2 separate regions of the Rattus norvegicus genome follow, and region 1 is linked to region 2. The links are chromatin contacts, called in public Hi-C maps. All regions are on one chromosome and are shown on one strand. Each heading gives the region's core, a stretch centred on a gene start, on an enhancer-like site or on the middle of the called end of the contact. The rest is flanking DNA. Distances are from core to core; before and after follow the strand shown.

What was found. A called contact is a pair of places that touch in the nucleus more often than the background predicts.
Region 1: a Hi-C map of liver shows a contact between it and region 2, with 4 times the contacts expected there. The contact joins the promoter of Tsnax here to the promoter of C19h1orf131 in region 2. A contact is called at or near these places in 2 of 12 Hi-C or Micro-C datasets (hepatocytes and liver).

The regions. Positions count from the first base shown.
Region 1 is chr19:69,871,207-69,877,659 of GRCr8, reverse strand. Tsnax (translin-associated factor X) reads right to left here and starts at 4,450. Exons shown (of 6, transcript NM_022262.3): 1 at 4,355-4,450; 2 at 3,948-4,052; 3 at 3,404-3,518. The coding sequence starts at 4,370. It also overlaps the pseudogene LOC134483406.
Region 2 is chr19:69,714,432-69,720,902 of GRCr8, reverse strand. C19h1orf131 (similar to human chromosome 1 open reading frame 131) reads left to right here and starts at 1,263. Exons shown (of 7, transcript NM_001034919.2): 1 at 1,263-1,360; 2 at 2,806-3,134. The coding sequence starts at 1,273. Gnpat (glyceronephosphate O-acyltransferase) reads right to left here and starts at 1,196. Exons shown (of 16, transcript NM_053410.2): 1 at 936-1,196. The coding sequence starts at 1,010.

The DNA of each region.
Region 1 (6,453 bases), core at 3,201-5,700, 150 kb before region 2:
ACACACACACACACACACACACACACACACACACACACACACAGGGGTACAAAAAATATCCAATCCAGGGCCACTGATGCTGTGCCAGCCTAGATACCTGGAGTTGATTTCCGGACACAGGTTCAAGCAGAATAAGAAAATGTACCCCACAAAGCTATCCCCTGGCTTCCACATGCAGGTAAATAACACATAAAATAATTCTAAAACAGATAACAGTTGCTGGCTGGTGGTGACACAGGCCTATAGTCCCAGCACACAGGAGGCAGAGGCAAACACATCTGAATCCAAGACTAGCCTGATCTACAGAGTGAGTTCGAGGACAGCCAAGACTACACAGAGAAACCCTGTCCTGAAAAAAAAAAAAAAAACGTCCTTTTTTCCTTTCTTCTGGTACCAGCTGCTTGCTGTCGAAATGGGCAAGTTCATGAAGCCCAGGAAATTAGTGCTGGTCCTGGCTGGACAGCACTCCAGACACAAAGCCGTCATCCTGAAGATCACTGATGATGGTACCTCAGACACCCTCACAGCCATGCCCTGGTGGCTGGAATTGACCACTATCGCTGAAAAGTGTCAGCTGCCATGGGCAAAAAGATTGCCAAGAGATCCAAGATCAAGTCCTTCGTGAAAGTTTTTAACTACAACCACCTCATGCCCGCAAGGTACTCTGGGGATATCCCCTTGGACAAAACTGTTGTCAACAAGGATGTGTTCAGAGACCCAGCTTTGAAATGCAAGGCCAGGCTTGAGGCCAAGGTCAAGTTTGAGGAGTGATACAAGACGGGAAAGAACAAATGGTTTTTCCAGAAGTTTCAATTTTAGGTATTTTTTTTTGTTTCCATCATTAAAAACTAAAACAAACAAACAGTAAGAATAGTCAGTTCAGACCCTGGGGATAAGATTCAATGGGTGAAGTACGTGCTATGGGACCCTGAAGGCCTGAGTTCAGACCCCCTGAACTCTAGTAAAAGCCCAGCCACGGTGTTGAACATCTTTAATTCCTATGGTCAGAGGAGCCACACGGATGCCTGCAGCTCAGGGCCAGTCTGGGCAAAGCAGCAAGCTCTAGGTTCAGTGAAAACCCTATCTCAAAACAAGTCTAAGTCAGAGAACAGAAGAATCAGAAGCAGCACCCACCCTCCATGTGCACCTGCAAACAGACACACTCAATCCAGAGTGAGACAGAAGCCAGTATGGTGGCACACACCTACAGGTCCACCACAAGAGATGAGAAGGCAAAAAGAACCCTGAGTTCAGCCTGGACTACAGAGACTATGGCTCCAAAGACAACAGAGGGCTGGAAAGAAGGCTCAGAGGGTAAGGCAAGCAGCACAACAAAAGGACAAAGGACAAGAAACAGACAAAGCAAGAAAGAAAGAGAATCCAGACCCATCACTAAACAAACGACCTTGTAAGCGCCCCCACCAGCTGTCATAAATTACCGGGATTGATTTTTAAAATGTAAGAGAAACAAGAAATCCAACTTAAAAGTAGATATGCATTGTTTTGGTTTGTTTTTAAAGGAAGCTGGTGTGGGTATATATGTCTCTAATCACAGCACTTAGGAGGTGGGCACAGGATCATAAGATCCTGTCTCAAAAAAGAAAATCGATGAACAGGGGAGCCAATAGCCAGAAATGAAATGGTGGTAAAATAAGATAGCACTTGGCAGTATCTTCAAGGTCCTGGGCCCAGTCAGCACAGGAAAATCAAAGACTAACACGTGATTGGAACAGAATGCTTCAAAATAGTTTGAATAGTAAAAATGCAACAAATATCATCTGTTCTTCCCTAAACAAAGACACACGCACCCCTCTGGAGGCGCCTGGAATTCATCCTACACGAGATGACACACACACCCTCTGCCCAACACAGGATGGAGAGCGGAGGGGCTGACCCAGGAGAAAGCTTCGGGGAGAGAGTGTGAGATGAAATGCTCTGCGGTGTGAGCATCCCTGAATGCTCAGTGCTCTAACCCGCTGCCTGCTCTGTTCAGGCCAGGGTCACCAGAGGAAACCTCCCCAGAAAACCAAGATGGCCCCCTGGAGAGAGAAAGTGAAAAGCAAGCAACAGCACAGGCTCCAAGAGAATCTGTTAAAGAACCAAGCAGTCAATGGTATTGCACGCTGTAGGAATACAAGAGCAGACACACTTTTACAATAGGTACAAGAACCAGAAACACACAAGACTGCAATGACACTGAGTGGAAAACTGAATGAGAAACTCACCATAGTTTCACATCTAATTTTTATGTAAACTGACACTTTAATGTAAGAGGTTCTAGAGCATAATCCAAAATTTAGCATATTTTCCTCAGACCATACATATGTATAAGGATGTGTGTGTGTGTGTGTGTGTGTGCGTGCACGCGCGTGCGCATGCGCATGTGTATAAATAAATGATCCAAACACAGTATGAAGTCCTTAGGTAGGATAGAAGAACTTTCCCTCCTATTTTAAAATGTTACTTTTGGGACCTGGAGAGATGGCTCTGCACTTAAGAGTACAGACTGCTTTGACAGAGGACCAGAGTTCACTTCCCAGCACCTATGTAGAGTAGCTCACAGCTCCAAGGATGTGACACTCTTGTGCACATACCCACAGACATACACAAACACATTTAAAAACAGAATTATTTTTAACATTTTTTGTGTTTATGAGTATTTTTCCAGCATGTACATTTCTGCCCCATCTGTGTGCCTGGTGTCTGTAGAAGCCAGAGGACAACATCAGGTGCCCTAGAACTGGAGCTGCAGATGGTTGTGAGCCACTGTACGGGTGCTGGGGACTGAGTGTTCTTAACCACAGAGACTGCTCCAGCCCCAAACCCCCTAATTTTTAAAACGTGGCTGCTAGGATTAGCTGATACTCTTTAAAATCCAAAATATATTCTAATATCTGCTACTATCTGCTGCTGAGATATAAAAGGTATAGCTACAATGTATCAGAAAATCAATTTTAATTTTTTAATCATATTTATAATGTGTGTGTGCATGCTCTCATGTTCTATGATGTGTGTGGAAGTCAGAAGCCTCTCTGTGTGTGTGTGTGTGTGTGTGTGTGTGTGTGTGTTGTATGCATGTTCTCATGTTCCAGGATGGGGGGAAGGACGTCAGAAGCCTATTTGTGTGTGTGTGTGTGTGTGTGTGTGTGTGTGTGTGTGTGTGAGAGAGAGAGAGAGAGAGAGAGAGAGAGTGAGTGTGAGTGCATGTGAGTATGTGAGTATGTATTCACATGCTCTCCTGTTCCAGGGTGTGTGTAGGTAAGAAATTTCAGGAGTTGGTTCTCTCTTTTTACAACACTGGCCCAGAATCCCAACTCAGGCAATCACACTTGGCCACAAGCTCCTTTACTCACTAAGCCATCTTGGCAGCCCTCCGAGTGGCAAACTTCAAACATTTACCCACCTTGTGATCCTATGGAGAAGAAAAATCGTCCTCTTACTTTCCACGGTAATATCCCGGCTTAGTTTCACAAGTCGCTCATATTTGTCGTGTCTTGTGTCCAGCTCCTGCTGAAACGCTAGAACACATCATGATACCATAAGCATGCATACTCTTTACTCAGCTGAACAACAGAAAGAATGCATGATGCAACATGCTGTAGTCAAAGCGGAGTAACTGAACGCTATCCTACCTGTGATGTGCAAAACCACAGAACTTGGGTATCCCTGGGGGTTTTAAAGTGGCACTGGTCTGTAAATGAATACAGCAAACTACCTCACTGTCATCTTCACTGTAACACTCTCAATGTTTAGTCCCTAACACTGACAATGGCACAAGAGGACTGGGCTATATAACTCCATCGGTTCTCGCCAGGCGTGCGCTAACTCTGGGCTCAGTGTTCAGCACTGCATCAAAACAACCCCTAAATGCTCCCTACCCCACCCCATCCCACAACACTACAGTGACACGATTGCTAGGGCTTCAGTTCTCCGAATTGGAAACTTACATTTGAAGGCCAGCATCACCGGCGAAGACGAACTGGCATCCTTCCCTTCTCTCCTTTGGTTATGTGGGAAGTTATCATGCTTCCTCTTCCTGAACCCTCCTGGTCCTTAGGTAGAAAAGAAGAGCTGGATGGCGCCCTTGCTACATCGCGCTAGCACAACCCAGACTATCCCCTTCGTCCCCCCTCCCCCCACGCTCCTACCCGCAGGACCCAACATCCCCAACCATACAGGGGTCCCCAAACATGTGCACTGGTGCAGGGGTCGCACAAAGCGCAGGTCCAGACCCCAAGAATGGAGCTGCGCTCGAAGTCGGTCGGCAGGGCCCCCCCGGGGCGTGCTACGGGCACGGTGACAGCAGAGCACCAGTGCCAGGCCCAGCCAGCCCCTCCACGCGCCGGCCCCGCACCCTCTTTGCCGTTCATGACCGCGGGGCCTCGGTTTGCAAGCGCAGGAACCGCAGCCGCCGGGTCAGCTCAGCAAAAGGCCGTCGCCAGACACTGCGGAGCGCGGACAGAGCCAGTGGTGACAGCGCAGACCGCCCTGATCCCAGTAGGCCACCGCCCGGAAGCTGAGCCTTCACGCAGCCTCAGCCGGGAGCTGCGTCCGCCGCGGAGTCCCCCTCGGCCGCACACACTTCCGGTCCGTGCGCCCATCGCTGTGGCGGGCATGAGGGCAGGCGCGCTCCTGCAGCAGCGGAGGTTTCCGGCCCCGCTCCCCGCGCGCTCCCTGTGCCGCACATACTTCCGGTCTGTGTCCAAGTTTCTCCAACGTCTGTGTACGTACCCGGCGCGCTCCCTTAGCCGCACATGCTTCCGGTGTGCCTGACTGTGGTGCAAGCAGTTGAGTGCTCACCTGCCCTGTGTGGTCCTCGTACGTACACGCATGCCCTCCGCTTGTGGTGAGTGCGTGGCACCAGGAGGTGTTGGCCTTGGCCTCAGTTTCCCCCTCTGTCAAATGAGGGTGGTCTAGCATGCCTCCCTCGAAAGGTCATTGAAAAGCAGCAGCCTTAGGATAGATAGAAAAGTTTGGTCACATTGTTAAGCCGCCAAGCTGTTGTTTGAGCAAATGCTACCTCACCTAGCTAGACCTTGGACCCATGGACCCTGGTACCATACCCTCGAGGCTTCCAGCAGCCCTTCATTAAAGAACCGTACCCAACTAAGATTAGCACACAAGCTAATAATAGAAACACAAGCCCAGCATCTTGAGTAAGTTGAGCCATGGGCATTACAGACATTTAGTCACACAGTCTGTTCTTGTTAACTTAAGAACAGAGACAGTTAAGGAATGATATACCTAGAATTAGGCAGTGACGTCAAGGCCACAACAGCATCACAGAAGAGTTTTTCTGACCTCAGTAGCCTCCAAAATGTCTTTTGGCTCAAAAACAGACCATAAGCTGTCACCATTGAATCTGCAACAAGCCAGAAGGATTGGGCAACAACAGATGGATGTTGGACACATAACTCTCTTGAGTTTCTGTGAGTTCTGAGCCTATTCACATTCACTAATTGTCTTATTCAGGGTTTGTATTCCTGCATAAAACATGCCCAAGAAGCAAGTTGGGGAGGAAAGGGTTTATTCAGCTTACACTTCCACATTGCTGTTCATCACCAAAGGAAGTCAGGACAGGAACTCAAGCAGGTCAGGAAGCAGGAGCTGAGGCAGAGGTTATGGAGGGATGTTTTTTTTTTTAAAGAATTTATTTATGTATTCATGTACACTGTAGCTGTCTTCAGACACACCAGAAGAGGACATCAGATTCCATTACAGATGGTTGTGAGCCACCATGTGGTTGCTGGGATTTGAACTCAGGACCTTTGGAAGAACAGTCAGTGCTCTTAGCCGCTGAGCCATCTCTCCAGCCCATGGAGGAATGTACTGGCTTGCTTCCCCTGGCTTGCTCAGCTTGCTCTCTTATAGAACCCAGGACCACCAGCCCAGGGATGGCCCCACCCACAATAGCTGGGCCCTCCCACCCTTGATCACTCATTGAGAAAATGCCTTACAGCTGGGTCTCATGGAGGCATTTCCTCAAGGGAGCTCCTTTCTCTGTGATAACTCCAGCTTGTGTCAAATTGACACAGGAAACCAGCCAGTACACCAGTATTCCACTATTTTTTGATTGACGATGATGTGGGAGCTACAGGGATTGCTCAGTAGGTGAAGTACTTGGCCTGCGGGCATGCGGGACCCAAGTATCACCCAGAATGCACATAGAGCATCATTGGGGAGATAGAGACACACAGATCCTTGGGGCTTTGTGACTAGCAGGTGGGGAAGTTCTGATCTAGTGAGAGACCTGACTATAAAAACTGAAAAGTCTCTCTCTCTCTCTCTCTCTCTCTCTCTCTCTCTCTCTCTCTTACACACACACACACACACACACACACACACACACACACACACACACACAAAGATACCGTGGGGAAGGGAGAAGTGAGAAGTGAGCAGGTGAGTAACGCTCTTGCCTTACACCCATGTAAATGCCAGGTAGTGGGTGCA
Region 2 (6,471 bases), core at 14-2,513:
TTCAAAAAAAAATTCCCCCAAGGATAGAGAAATGGCACAAGGGTTCATTCAGTCATTCCTTTCCCAGAACCCACATGGCAGCTCACAATTTGTAACTCAATTTCTAGAGCTGGTCTCTGATGCAGACACCACGTGGTGCACAAACGTACATTCAGGTACACTCATACACATAAAATAAAAATAAGCAAGTTCTCCCCACACCCCCCAGGAATTGTGCAATCCCACGGACTGAAAGGACACAAAGTTTCTACCTTGATAATTGCTCACGAATATTGTCAGTGACCAGGACTTGGAAACCAAACTAGGCAAACCACCAGTTAAAAGCAGAAGAGGAAGAAAGGGGTGCGGGGTGTAGAAGGCAAGTTGGGAGCGAAACCAGTGGCAATGGGAATCCCTATTCAGAAACTTGTGGAAACAGCGAATAGAAGACAGTAATTTCCTGAGGTTCCAAGTCTTCCTCAATTAAGAGTGTTAAAAAAAAAAACAACAAAAACAAAAAACAAAAAAACTCTACGCGCATATTGTAGTCGAATATTTTTTTCTCTCAGGAATATTTGGGAAAGGGGGAGAAAAGGCGGGAGGTGGAGAGCCTAAAGCCTTCAACCGCTGGGTCAGGGCTAAGGTTATTCATGGGGCAGAACTCTGCTGACACGCCTCCGGTGGACTCGGGACCCTCATGTGGTGTGCGGGGGCTCCCGGCCTGATGGAGAGAAGGGACAGAGGAACCACCATCGAAATAAACTTGTAAAAGCAGACATGTTAACCGAGGCGCATACACGTGGTTGCCGTGGATACCAAGCCAAGTACCCAAACCCTGTTCAGACGTGGGTCAGGACCCGCTCTCTGATACAGGGGTCATGAGCTGGGGACACAGGGGTCGGGGGGACTGTCCTTCCCGCGATGTCGCCCTGGGCCTTGGTCCCCCAGGCGCCTACCGCATAGAGGAGCACACTGCTAGGGCTGGCAGAGCCGACCGAGAATCGGGAGCTGGAGGAGCTAGGAACGTCCATGGCGCGGCTGCCGTCCCGGGCGGGGCCTGGACTGGTCTGCTACACGGCTGTGGTGCAGCCGCTGGGGGCGGTTCTTTCGAACGGGGCGGCTCCCATCGGCCCAGGGCAGTGGCACTCCGTACGGCCACCACACGGGACGCCGGGCACCGCCATCTTAACCAGGCCCGAGGCCCGCGCTGGGCCCGTGACGCATGCGCAGAAGCCGCACCGGAAGCGGAAGTGGTGGGCTGTGTGCTTGCTCCTGGGGTCCGTGCTGATTCCAATGGCGGCAGAGCGAGAGTTGGATTCCTCTGAGCTTCCTGGTTCGGAGGCGCTCCTGGACGCCGTGCTGCGGACCCTCTACGACCTGGGTGAGCGTATCTCCTGGGAGGAGGCGGCCAAAGGCAGCGAGATGCATCGGAAGGCGGCGGGACCACGGGCTACGAGATTTCCTGGAGCCATGCCGACCGGCGGGCTCTTTCCTGCAGCGCCTCCCTCTCCGAGACCTTTTCACCTACTTCTTGGCCGACCTTTCGCTCTCCTTCTCACTGAGCAGGAAAGAAAAATCAGAGCTGGATACTAAAGTCAGGCTGAAGTGCTCACGCAGATTGCCTGACTTTTAGAACCAGACACGTAGCAAACGCTCAATTGTGTTTATTTTGGAGTGGTTACTCAAAATTCCAAGCTCACTTAGACGATTAAAAAGAAAAAAGCTTAGAACTCGGAAGAACGTTCCAGGTGTACATGCTTTTTGTGTGTTTCCCTCATTAACTGTTAGAGCAACCTTAAATATATTAAAGGTTCCCCTTAAGAGCTCGAGTCTCAAGATCTAGAGCCTGATGTGACATTCTGAGCCGAGTTTACTTGTCCGTTTTAGGTTCTCAGTGTCCATGGAGTGGAGGACAGACAGCACTTGGCCTCCGACTTTTACAAGTTTTAAGACTTAATTTTTTTAAAATCATAAATAAAGTTTATATCCGCATGTGCTGGAATTTATTAAGATAGTTGCTCAAGTCACCCGGATTCTTCTTACTCATTTTTATATCCATACTGGCCGAGTTAAAATGGCCACAAGTACGTTATTGAGTACACAGCTAGTGTTTAGAAAGCTCTTGTGCCCACACTGTAGGTGAGTCATGAGGCTCAGAATTCTGGTTCAAATTTCAGGTCACTGTTGAGAGTCTGAGCAGAAGAAACAAACCGAAGATAAGAAATTTAGTAGAAAGTAGAGGTATTTAAAGTAAAGCCATTTAGCTGTGCTTCCCTTTAAATTTAAAATGGAAAGGAAACAGGAAGAACCCAGACATGAACCCATAACCCTGCAGTGTGGTTTAAAAAAAATGCTAGTGTAGAGGCAAGTGCTTTTAATACAAAGAATGATGGTGTTGCCAGTTACGGTCCTGGGAACTATGGCACGCTGGCACCGAGTAAGGAGCAGGTGTGAGGACTAGAGCAATTAATTGTATTACTAAAGATCAGAGATGTACACAGCCACCTAGGAAGGAAGGAAGGAAGGAGTTTGATTTCTAAAACTTTTTTTCAAGTTACATTTTTATTTTTATCTGTGTGGGTGGGTGGGTGCCACCTCCATCCACCACACGCAATGAAAAAACACTCACGGGTCAGTTCCGCCTTGTGGGTATTGGGGCTCAAACTGAAGCCGTGAGACCTGGCCCCATGCACTTTGTTTCTTTGGGTCTAAGAATGGATGCCTGTGTCCAGGTCATGGCCAGTGACATTCCTTTGGTATTAGTGTTAACTAAAGCTATCTTTAAAAAAAAAAAAAATTTTTTTTTTTTAATGTTGAAACAAACAGGAGAGACAGAAGGTGAAACAGAGCAGAAAAGGACCAGAAAGAAGAAGGAAAAGAAGAGAGACTCGGAGACGGTGGCAGACAGGGCAGCAGAACCGCTTCCCCTGCCTGCGTCTCCTGGGCGAGACCAGAGGAAGAGCGCTTCCAGCTTTTTCAAGAAGCTCAGGGAAGAACTGCAGTCTGCTCCCGCTGCCCCTTCAGAAGTCCCCGCTGCTACGACTGCAGTCTCCCTCTTTCCCCTAGAGAACGACAGCAAGCTAGTGGAAGTGGTAGAGTTCCACAGCAGAAGTGAAAAAAGAAAACCAAAGTCAGAGGAAGATAAACCGGCAAAGGTAATGGACCGGCTGGCTCCTGCCTGTGTGGAAAGGGTGCGGTGCACGGTGACCTCAGGCCGTGCCCGGGGCCCCAGGGCTACCTTCAGGCCCCGGCATTTGGTTCTTACCCACCATGCAGGCCAACTGACTAAGGTTGCCAAACCCGATTCCCCAGAGGAAAGTGAGACTATAAATCTCATTAGTGCTCGGTAGGTAAATTTATGACATTAGTACCTTGAGGCCTTAGGTATACGGAAATACTCTTGTCAGCCAAGTATTGATTGCTCAGTACTTGGGAGGTAGCCACCTGCAAATCAAGGAGCCAAGGCTGTCTTAAGAAGAGCTTCAGGGGGGCTGGGGATTTAGCTCAGTGGTAGAGCGCTTATCTAGGAAGCGCAAGGCCCTGGGTTCGGTCCCCAGCTCCGAAAAAAAGAACCAAAAAAAAAAAAAGAAGAGCTTCAGGGCTTGCCAGGCCTATGATTGCACTTCTAATCCCAGCACTCAGGAGGAGACAAGCAGGTGGGTCTCTGTGAATTCGGGGCCAGACTGGTCTACATAGTGAGACCCTGACCTCCCCAAAAGGAGGTTTCAGGCTTTGATAAAACCAGGCCTGCTTAGCTGTCTTCCTACCTAATAAACTTTGGTTGTCAGTGCTCAGAAGAAAAGCAGTTCTCTCTGCCACTCCTGCTGTTCGCCAGCAGCTACTTTAAGACATAGCATTGTTGGAGCTATTTTAGGACAGCACTGACCAAAGTGTACACCAGCCCTCGCTGTGTGAACTCACAATCTGGTTGAAAAGTAACTATTTTCCTGTGCAGCACTCTCTGTCAGATACCTTGTAAATCTTACCTCAAATTCAGTTTGGTTTTTTTTTTTTTTTGCTTTTTTTTTTTTCCCCAGACCTGAGGACTGAACCCAGGGCCTTGCACTTGCACTTGCTAGGCAAGTGCTGTACTACTGAGCTAAATCCCCAACCCCTTCAAATTCAGTTTGTTAGGGTGGGGTGGTTACTCCCACAAATGGTCTTCTCTGCTCTGCCCCCCGTTTCACTGCAACAAGAATATACTAATGGATTCTTTTAATTCATTGCTAAAATTCAGAGTTACTCCATTCTTTAGCCTTCCTCATGCCCCATAAACTTTTGTCTATCAAAAAAAGAAATGGCTTGGCAGGGCCGGGTTTCCTTCCAGGGCTCCAGGACTAGAGAAGCTCCTCTGGCCAGGGGGGCTCTCTGCACCCCTGGCTGATGGCTGTATAACTGCAGTCTGTGCCTTGCCTTCCCATGCTTGCTAACCCTGTGAGTCTAGGCCTGTTCCTGTCCTGTCTCTCAGGGTACCTACCTGTCATTGGTTTTAGGGCTTCCCCTCCATCTAGGATGCTCCTCACCACCGAGACCCCTAACTGCTCTCTAAGATCCTTTCTGCAGACAAGGTCCCATAAGCTGGGTTCTGAGACTAGGGCATGGCCATTGTCTTTTTATAGCTAGAAGTGAGCCTTATTCTTCAGGGATGTACGCATGAGTGAGAGTTTATGCCCTTGTTTACCACATTCGCACTGTTTTAAACAGCATCACTTGGACGGAGGGGCTCAGTGATTACAGCACTTGCCTGGCATTCAGGAGCTCCAGGACTCTATACCCAGTATTGCAAACCGCGAACCACCCGTTAGTGTTCTTGAGTCTTGAGCCGTTTCATACCTGGCTTGCTCACAGCTCTCCTTGGCTCATTAGGACTCCAGGCTGCAGTCACACCTGTTCTTACTTTAAGGCTCTAAGCTTCCTGCTTGAGCACCAGATACTAGCAGTGGGGCCTGTCATAGCAGGACCGAAGAATGGCCCTTGGCCATCTCCTCTTAGTTTAGGAGCCCACGAGAATTTGTTTTTTCTAGTGTGCCAAGGTTTGGGAAAGCACAAAAACTTATTCTCAGTGTTAAACAGGTTTCAAGACTAACACGATCTGTCTCTGCGCCCTTCCTTACCGCCTCAAGTCTCTCAGGCTCCAGCATCTTTTATCTCACTCTTGCCCCTCTTCTTAGAGTGGAAAGCTTGTCCATTAATACAGTGGGGGAAAGAGCTGGCGTTGTATGAGTCTGGGTTTCCCCGTCCGTCATTAACAATGCCTCTCTAACCTCTTTGTGAGTATTTCCTTGTACTTGGATTGTCTCAGGAACCTCTATGTTTTAAACTTGTTGCAAGTGCTCTACCACTGAGCTAAATCCTCAACCATTCTCTGCCCTTTGAAAGCGTGTGTGTGCATGCATGTGCCTCTGCCCCCTCTAGGTATTGTGGTCAGGGAAGTGAGGCCCAAGCAGATAATGCTCAGTATTGAGGGACAGGCACACCACAGATGCAGGTGATGAAACAGCCTTGCCAACCCTGTTGCATGCCTGACTGATTCAAAAAACTGGAAGACCAGCAGGAGTAGGGCAGAGGGGACAGAGACCTGAGATGACATGCGAGAGCTGAGGAAGCCAGCCCTTCCCAGGTCTTAGAGCAGAGGACTGTGTTCTTTAAAGTTCATGAAGACAGCCAGGTGTGATACCTTACACCGGTCTTCCCTGAGCTCAGGAGGATCAGCACAAAGTGAATCCAGCCTTACTTACATAGCAAGGCGTAGACCAGCCATGGTTACAAACAAAATCAAAAAGAATTCCAGGCTAGCCTGAAGTGCATGATGAGTTCCTTCCAATCAAACCGAAACAAAGCAAAACTCAAGTATATGGGAAGCTATGACAGTAGTTACCTTACACTGTCCTCCAAAATTCAGAGCTCTAAGGTAACTACTGGAGTTTATGGTCCTTTGCCCACAGGGACAGTAGGGATGACCTTGGGAAGGAAGAGTTTGACTCATGGTTCATCCAGGAATTATAGATGGTTTCAAAGGAGAAGTTAAAGTAATGACTTATGTAAAAAGAGATGCAAGCTGTTACCGTTCCCTATATCAAGGGCAGAGCTGCTGAGCAGTAAGATCAGGCGGGTTTTCAAGCACAGGAAAACGTGTATGTGGGCAAACAGTTGTTAATGATAGAAGGCCAAAATAAAGCTGCAAGTGAATAACATTGAGGTAGGAGGTTTGGTGGACATGAGCTGTATTACGTCATCATTTCACAAAAACCTTGGAATTCAGAATGGCCACTTCACACAGTTATACCCAGTTTCTAGGAACTGAAAAAGTTATCTCAGATAAAACAGTTTGTGATGGGTCAAATGTGTAGGGCCAGATGGAAATGTTAAGGCCTTATGTGGCTGGCATAGCCATTAATTTAGGGGAATGAGACTTATTACAACAGTGGGGAACTCAGTTAATGTCCCATCAATGCTAGTGACAGTCCCTAAAATAAGGGGTGAAGTGGGGAA